3 separate regions of the Drosophila melanogaster genome follow, and all the other regions are linked to region 2. A link is a contact called in public Hi-C and HiChIP or PLAC-seq data. All regions are on one chromosome and are shown on one strand. The core of a region is the stretch at or near the end of the contact, and the rest is flanking DNA. Distances in the headings are between cores, read along the strand shown.

The links. A called contact is a pair of places that touch in the nucleus more often than the background predicts. HiChIP or PLAC-seq counts read pairs in DNA pulled down with a chosen protein or histone mark.
Region 1: a contact with region 2 is called in a POLR2A S2P HiChIP or PLAC-seq map of the Kc167 cell line, with 4 times the contacts expected there. The contact joins the promoter of PMP34 here to the promoter of AlaRS-m in region 2. A contact is called at or near these places in 7 of 107 Hi-C or Micro-C datasets (the D17-c3 cell line, the Kc167 cell line, the OSC cell line and 4 more) and 1 of 6 datasets of contacts at active chromatin or transcription factors (the Kc167 cell line).
Region 3: a contact with region 2 is called in a Hi-C map of the Kc167 cell line, with 2.4 times the contacts expected there. The contact joins the promoter of ago here to the promoter of AlaRS-m in region 2. A contact is called at or near these places in 5 of 107 Hi-C or Micro-C datasets (the D17-c3 cell line, the Kc167 cell line, eye imaginal disc and 1 more).

What each region holds. Positions count from the first base shown.
Region 1 is chr3L:4,317,364-4,320,215 of dm6, reverse strand. PMP34 (Peroxisomal Membrane Protein 34) reads right to left here and starts at 1,461. Exons shown (of 3, transcript NM_168081.3): 1 at 1,094-1,461; 2 at 957-1,017; 3 at 1-78. The coding sequence starts at 1,165. It overlaps Claspin (claspin,), which reads right to left. Exons shown (of 7, transcript NM_001300005.1): 4 at 2,722-2,852; 5 at 2,412-2,664; 6 at 2,019-2,354; 7 at 1,608-1,956. The coding sequence ends at 1,837.
Region 2 is chr3L:5,144,671-5,147,370 of dm6, reverse strand. It overlaps AlaRS-m (Alanyl-tRNA synthetase, mitochondrial), which reads right to left and starts at 1,273. Exons shown (of 10, transcript NM_079208.3): 1 at 1,009-1,273; 2 at 773-946; 3 at 568-713; 4 at 310-513; 5 at 1-249. The coding sequence starts at 1,176. Fitm (Fat storage inducing transmembrane protein) reads left to right here and starts at 1,308. Exons shown (of 2, transcript NM_168110.3): 1 at 1,308-2,176; 2 at 2,236-2,700. The coding sequence starts at 1,474.
Region 3 is chr3L:4,252,796-4,255,667 of dm6, reverse strand. ago (archipelago) reads left to right here and starts at 1,362. Exons shown (of 7, transcript NM_079198.3): 1 at 1,362-1,540. It overlaps CG1265, which reads right to left and starts at 892. Exons shown (of 4, transcript NM_139621.3): 1 at 700-892; 2 at 373-632; 3 at 1-58. The coding sequence starts at 853.

The sequences.
Region 1 (2,852 bases), core at 212-2,711, 830 kb after region 2:
ACAGGGACTGGAATCCCTCGCCCAGCACGATCTCCTTGATCACTTGCCTTGTACTCCGCACATCGCCGGCTTCTTCCACTGTAAATATTTATTGGAAAAAACACTATAAGTTTTAAGCTGGGGATTCTGAAGCCAAGATTATTTCAGGTGTGTTTGGTTTTCGCGCTAATTGAACTTGTCACGCATACTACGAGTCAGTGATATTAAGCCAACCCTGAACCCTATTATGTTAATTATCCAATTTCTAGAATTAAATTTGAAAACGCTTTAGTCGAATATGCAACCGTGTTGGGTAAATATGGTATGGGCTAAAATTGTCATAAAGCTGCACCTTTAAAAAAATGTATTAAAAGGTATTTCTTTTTGTTTTCGCGAATTTTAGTGAACTTAACTGATCATAATTGTAAGAAGTTTTATTTTACGAGTCAAAGTCCAATGGCTCTATAAAATTGCAAAATTTATGCATTCAGATAATATAAGCTGTTCGTGTACTTGGAAAATGGGAAATAGAGCGCACACCTTGTAAAGTGAACCCTCGATATCACATAGGTATCATATGGGCACTTAATATTGAACGAATTTTGTGTATCAAAATATACACAATGTAATATTATAACTACGTTCACATATGATATCATCTATAGTGTTTGTATATCTTTTAAAATAAACCTTTAGTTATTCCTCATACTATACAGAAAATAATTATCACAATTTTTTTCGCGGCACAGAAACCAGACGCTATCGAATTTCATCTATAACCAGACCTCAAATTGGATTAGCCCGGGCAATTGACTGATATGGACTCTCAAACATATCGTCAATAGAAAGTTTCAAACGCTGGAGTTTGAACTCGCGCACAGATTAATAGGTGCGCCTATATGAATTATCAAAGCGTGGCCCGCTTATCGGGTGATGATTAGTTACAGTCCGATTGTTGAATCCCTGGGTAAACTTACGTTGCAGGCGGGAACGCACTGTATCCAGTGGATAGAAAGTGCTCATGGCGATGCAGCCGCCCTGTGAATAGGTGACCAAATGCAAATTAGCACCGATGCCATCTTGACCTTTAGCCGGCAAATATTTGCCCACTCACCGCAGCTCCGGATACGGCATGCACAAAGTTCTGGTAGCTAAGCACCTGGCTGAGTTTCGAGGGGGCCACCATTCTGCTGTTTGTTTGTCGGACTGTGAGATCTCTAAACTGGGGACTGGAACGTCCGGCGGCGTCTTCGGGCGAGTGTTTACTGATTGACGACGACCCGATCGATCCGCCGGTTGTTGAAAATTTAGCTGCGGCAGCGCTGTTCGCCGCGATGTGTAGATTAGATTAAATTTATCGGCGGCGGAGGAGGCGGTGGCTTTGTTGTGCCTCCTGGATCACGGCGACTTTGTAAATGATTCACTTACATATTCATAATTTCTGTATAGAATTCACATTCATTCACACAGTATGACCAATGTTTGTGGGTTCGAAATATACCATGTAGCTGGAGAAATATACCAAAATATATATACGCACATATGTATATATTTTACAAAATAGACCGTTAACTGGGTTTGTAAAATCTTAAATCTTTCTTAATTTTTTATTAATTATTCCTCATTTTACTGAAATACATACAAATTCCTAATCATAAACTTCCTACATACCAAATTTCACAACAATCGCACATAAAATGTAAGGAATATTCCAATTATAAGGCAGTATAACCAATTTATACTGTTCCTATCTAAAGAAATATAAAATTTAACTTATTTTTATTCACTCCTATAAACTATCTTAGCAGTCTAACTTTTGAAATGTACATTTAAGTCTTAGCTTAAAAGAAGAACGGATCAAAGGAGCTGATCTATTAGGCACTTGTCTCTCCGAGGCTCCAACTTTGGTTTCTTTATGAAGTTTACCCCCGTCTCAGTGCTGCTGTTCAGTATATCGGCAGCTTTTCTCTTTCGATTCTGGAATGTTATTAATTTGGTTTAGAAGGAATCGTAATCAAAAGAACATAGTTAGTTCCCACCTCATGTTCCTCTTCCGTTAGCGTGGCGAAAACGAAGTTTTTCGCCTTCGCTGACTTCACAGAAATAGTGCCCTCCGCGGCATCCACATCGCCGGAGGTTCCTTTTGTGAGTCCTGCCAGTTTGGAAAGCGTCTGCTGGTCCCGAATCAGAAAGGAGCCACGAACAGCGCTCTTCTGCTGCTTGCCAGCTATTGTCTTTGAGATCAGGAATGGAGAATTCTTCTTCACCTCCACAGTTGTCTTCTTAGAGGAAATTATGTTCAGTCGGCGAATGGCCGGCGAATTACCATTGTTACTGGTGTTTATCACGGACGTAGAAAGCGGTGAGGCCACCTCCTAAAAGATTAAAATGTTTTAGTGAATAGAACTAAGAAAATAAACGAGTTTTCGCACCGGTTTTAAACCCTTCTCTAAAAGAAGCTGCTCTCGTTCGTAGCGGATTTTTCGCCACAGATGCTCGTTTTCCTCATCGCCACTGCCGTCGTTTCCTTCACCATTGTCGGTTCGATTATCGTCGAGACTGAATCCGGCCTCCACGTTCTTCCAGCGGAATTGGCGCTGGCGATTCGCTCCCTCTTCCTCCTCTTCGAAGAGCAATTCCTTGATCTTGCGCACTTCCCGAATATCCTGATCCATCATTTTACGCCTGTCAAAAAGAAATGGTTAAAGTATTTTAAAGAAGTAGAATTTTTGATTTACTTACGCATGTATCTGGCCAAGCTCATGCCGCAGTTTATCACGATCGAACTGGTCTTCGTCGCCCAATTCAATGTCGTACTCGTCCATGTTTTTCTCATCCTCGTCGGCTGATCCCCATTCGGATTCAGACAGCTC
Region 2 (2,700 bases), core at 24-2,523:
GTCACCATGCGTGCATGATCGGCTAGTATCCTATAGCTGGTGTCGAGTACTGCTGCATTTCCACCATCCGGAAAGCTGCCACTGTAAACCGGAGTCTTGGCCGCCTGCTGGATGCCATCAAATATCGGCGTGAACAAGTCCGTATCATAGTTAGAAGACTTATTCTGAAGCACAGCCGTTAGCCGCTCAAAACCCATGCCGGTGTCCACATGATGAGCGGGCAATTGAGAGATGCTGCCATCGGCATGACTATCAATGCATAAAGAACCTTAGGCTAGGAACACAATCCACTTGAAGGCAAATCCTCACCGATTGTACTGTATAAAGACAAGATTCCAAAGCTCTGTGAGATCGGAACGACCTGCGTTCACCAACTTGGCTCGCTGCTCCACGCTGCCCAAATCCGGGCGATGATCTATGTGGATTTCGGTGCAGGGACCACACGGCCCTGTAGCGCCCATTTCCCAAAAATTGTCGGCGCAGCCAAAGGGCAGTATTCGCGAGGCGGGAAAGCTGCAAAGCACGAGTACTTAAGAAACCAACTTCTCGTTATGTAACAAGCTTTACCCCAGGCTCCTCCAGATCTCGAAACACTCCAGATCGGCTGGAATGCCCAGCACCTTGTCGCCAGCAAAGTATGTGACGTATAGACGACCTGGATCAATGTTGTAGGGACCACGGAGCAGCTCCAGGGCCATTGCACACGCCTCCCGCTGAAAACCCAAAGGTCTCGTGAGAAAGAAGTGATAGAGGGTAAGCTGAACGCACCCACCTTGAAGTAATCCCCAAAGGACCAGTTGCCCAGCATCTCAAAGAACGTGTGATGATAGCCATCCGTGCCCACCACGGAGAGATCATTGTGCTTTCCCCCAACGCGGACGCACTTCTGGGAGTTGACAACCCGCTTGTGTGGCGCCGCTGCTGTGCCCAGGAACACCGACTTGAACTACAGCGAAGGCCATCGTATAAACAAGCGAACAATAGCTTTTAATGGGCCTGTTACCTCACCTGATTCATGCCCGCGTTAACGAAAGCCACAGTGGGATCGCAAAAGGGCACCACCGGGCTGGAGCGAACGAACTTGTGGCCATGATTGACGGTGAAATGATCCAAAAAGGTTTTACGAATCTCGCGCGCTGTCAGCACGCGCTGCAGCTGCTTGGCCGAGTTGTACATGCCGCAGTTCAATTAAAACCGCACCGGCAATTAAAAATGCTCGAGATAAATCTCAGGCCCGAACAGCTGATCACATGGCTTGCCATTCGCCACGAAACCCGCTCTTTATAAAAATTCCAATCAGAGTTGCCAGTCACAGTGAAGCGTGCTCACCAGCTGCAGCTGTTCTATTTTTTACAGGCGCAACACGTACATTTGGGCCAAAATAAGAATTGAAAAATTACAACTGAGAACAACGCAGTGGGTGCTCTAAGCCCGGCGAAAAAGCAAACAAATTGACCAGTTGATCTGATTTGAATGCGCTGGCACTGTTTGGTCACAGGTAAGTGCGTCTGGCAACCGTTGAACTTTGACACGCACGATTCCTTCGCTTTCACTTTCGCTTTTCACTCGCAGCATTACCAAAAACGGCAGCAAACAACGCAGTTTTCAAGTGACACACTTTGGACCCGAGCAACAGCTCCAGCTATGGCCACCAAGCGACGTCCGCTGCGTCCAAATTTGGGCGGTACTGCGGGAAGTCCCTCCTCCTCCGGTTCCAACATGAATTTCAGGCCCGGAGGACCTGACATCACCAGGTCGGAAGCGCGCGGAACGAGGCCCACGGCCGCACCCACTAGCATCCGCGAGATCCTGGTCATGGGCGTCATCCATTTGTGCAAGAAGACCATATTCTTCAATACGGACCTCAAAGTAGCCTTGTATCTGGGCAGTCTGTTTGTGATCTCCGTAATCGGGGACTTTGTGCCCTTCCCCAAGACGTACTTCGCCCGATCGGACAACCTGTTCAACCAGTACTTCGTGAAGATCGGCTGGGGCTGGACGCTGCTCTTCGTGGTGCCCTTCCTGGTGCTCTCGGCCTATACGATTACGTGTGGCGACCACAAACGGATGCTGCGACACCATTTCCCGCGCATCGTCATAGCCACCTTCTTCTGGTTCTTCTGGACCAAGCTGTTTAACGTCGTGGAGAACTCCTACGGACGCTGCACCACAAAGGGTGGGTATACAAGCATCGTGTAATGAATTTAATAATAACTATCGCGTGTGCGCTTCCAGGTTATGCGACCAAATCGAGCTGTTTGAAGGCTGGTCATCTGTGGAAGGGCTTTGATATATCCGGACACGCCTTCATCCTGATCCACTCCAGCCTGGTGCTGATCGAGGAGGCGCGTCCCATCATCCGCTGGGAGACCATCAAGGAGCACATCCGCAACGAGCGACACAATCGCAGCACAGCCGAGAACTCGGGCACGAATCCGCTGAGAACGCTGAACGAGGAGCAAATGCGCAGCCTGCAGTTCTTGTACAAACGCCTGACGCCGATCATTCGCACCCTATTCATCGGCATGGCGGCCCTGCAGCTGCTGTGGGACATCATGTTGGTGGGCACCATGCTGTACTATCACCGCATGATCGAGAAGGTGATCAGCGGCATTATTGCCATACTCACCTGGTACTTCACCTATCGCTTCTGGTATCCCACGCCCGGTCTGCTGCCTGAGGCGCCTGGCAACGGAAGCT
Region 3 (2,872 bases), core at 113-2,612, 890 kb after region 2:
TCAGAATAGCCAGCAGCTGGAGGACCTTACTCGTGGCTCCAATGGGAGTGCAGAAAGGCTGACGGGAAATCAAACATTTAGATGAATTTCACGAGATTTATATATATTGCCCGAGCACTGAAAGTATTAATAGCCGCTCAAATATTATACAACAAACATCGGTGACCTTGAGCGAAGATGCTGCCCAGTTAAGAGCACCGCCTTTTCAAACTAAAACAAATAACAAATCAAACCAAACCCGTTTGCCCGGAAACATAATTAGTTAATTGGAAAAGAGAGCGGGGAACGGGTTTGAACTGCGCCGAAGTCGTTATCTGGGCAAGAATACCCGACTAATCAGTCACTAGGTGATATCAATACAGGCTTACTCACCACCAGGAACTTAAGGATGATAATGGGAAAGAGCTTCATGTATATGAGAGTGGCCACTATACTATACAGTATGGCCACCACTTGCGTCCTCCTTCCCAGCAGATCCTGGTACTTGAAGGCGTAGTAAATCAGGGCGTACTCCTGCAGCAGCAAAACAGGATACTCCATGTACGAGAGGAAGTCGTAGCCACTGGTGTAGTTGTACGACAACATCACCGTATAACTGAACAGCTCCAGGCACAGTCCCAAAACACTGATGCCTAATTCATAAATCCGTATCATATGAGTGGGAGGATAGGTTGCAGATGTTGTGTGGGCGGTGCTCACCTTTCGAGGACTCGTTCGCCCGTATCGTGTTTATCTGCGGAACCTTGATCACCAGGCAGGACGAGACCGTTATCAGGCTAAGGAGGTCCGCCACCACGAGCACTGGGCCGCGCTCCAGGTATTCGGACACCACATCTCCGAGAGCTCCACTCATAGCGACCGTCGAAATTCGAAATTTGCAGCTTCTGAGTGTGACCTTAACATTGTGTGGACGGAAATGCTAGTGTTACCACACTCTATCACTAGTAAACAAATTAACGATATTTGCTGTAATGGTTTCTAATTATTTTATAACATAGCAATAAATAACAAACTCATGTCATTTTTAGGGTTTTCAAGAAATTTCTATAAGTTATAAAATATAAGTATAAAAATTAAAAACTATGAAAATAGAAACAAGTTTTTTAAACATATAATAATTTTAGTAATTAAGCAATCAAAAATATAATATAAAATATAAGCAATCAAAAAAGAAAAGTAGAATTGCTGAGCAATTAAATTGTGTAAGAAACACGTTTATTATTACAACACATAAATAATTCATGAAATCCATACATATAAACAACTTGCAGAGTATCACATTTTTTAAAACCAAGCTCGAGTCACGCGGAGACCATCACATCCCTAACTTAAGCCGTGAATTCCCATGGTATATTTGAACGGTCGAGCGGTGGTCACACTGGATCCGCATTAGTTTTTTTTCGGGTCCAAAATCTGTCCAAATCCGCAAATTGCACGCATATTCTAGTATCTGAAAACCAGAAATTTAGATAGACTGGGTACAGAGTCATCTGAAAAACGCAAAAATTAGGCAATCTCCGAGGAGCAACGTCCTTAAAACGTATGTGAAAAATTCGATTGAACGTGTGTGTGCTGTGTTGCGCCTGTATGTGTGAGAGTGGGCCCCAAACGCAAAAAGTTTTACACGCGTTAAATGTGCAGTTGAAAACCTGAAAACAAATTGTGCCCGCTAAAGTGGGGTGTGTTTTTTTAGTGCCCCCTCCACGTTGGCTGCCCTTAAAGTTTATAAACAATGTGCAAGGCACCACGCGAACTCAAACTTTAGCTGCGAGCGAGCGAGCGAGTGGGTTCGTCTGTGTGCGTGACTCTGCCTGTGTGTACAACAATGTCCACATTTTTCTTTTGTTGTTTGCTCCACGAATTATGGGGCTATCCCCTCCGTGTTCCAACCGCTGCATTTGCAGGTGCAGAAAAGTGGGGTTAGGATGGTCAAAGAGTCCGTAAGGAACGCTCAGCGTGCTGCAATCGCTGCTCTGAATTTGCAACGAAAGTAATCTATTTTTGGGGGATTTGGGACCACAGGTCTCTGCCCATTATCCGCGTTGGTGTGCGTCTGTGTGTATGCAGCGATTATGACGACTCCACACCCGTGGCTAAATCCACAGAGAGAAAATGTTCTCGAGCGCATCCCCGATGTTCGACCAAAGTGTCCTGTGTGGCACAGGTAAAAACGCGTATCGAAATGCGGTGTGAAAGCGGAGACCCTAAAAACATATTTTACGTTTTTTCGGGAGGTCAACAGCCAAAGGCCACGAGCCAGGGGTGGGGAAGGAGGAGGAGGAGGAGAAGCAGTAGAAGGAGGGTGGGAAGAGAATGAATACGAATATGGGAAAATGTTCGGGAGAAATGCCTGCACATCTGATCTGTTTCGGCAGTGATGCAACAGCAGGAGCGCTGAAAATTCCTTTGTGATCTCGCCCCTTTTGTTCTGCGGATGCTGCGCTGCAATGGCTGATCTTTGCTTCTTCTCCTTCTCCTTGGTTTTCTTGTCCCCTCCCCTGGATCTTCCAATCTCTGCCTACGGCGATCCCTTTTTCTACTCTCTCGGGTGCGTGTGTGTGTCTGTGCGCTGGTAGGATGTGATGGCCAGTCAAGCTGCTGTCAAACATCAGAGATGCGCAGCTGCGATTTTTCAGTCACGGTGAATGGAAGCTGGCTAGGATCAATGAATTTCTAGAGAATAGGGACTACTATCATACAATTTACAAACATCTTAGCCCTAATAATTAATGATTTCTTTCCGTTCTCCAGGAAAAGAAAGTCAGTTTGCACAAATAATTTGTTTTACAGAATGACTAATATCTTGTTATTTGGAATTTCGGTTTCGACTAAATGTTTGCGATTTTATATAGCCCATGTAAAAAACTCACGT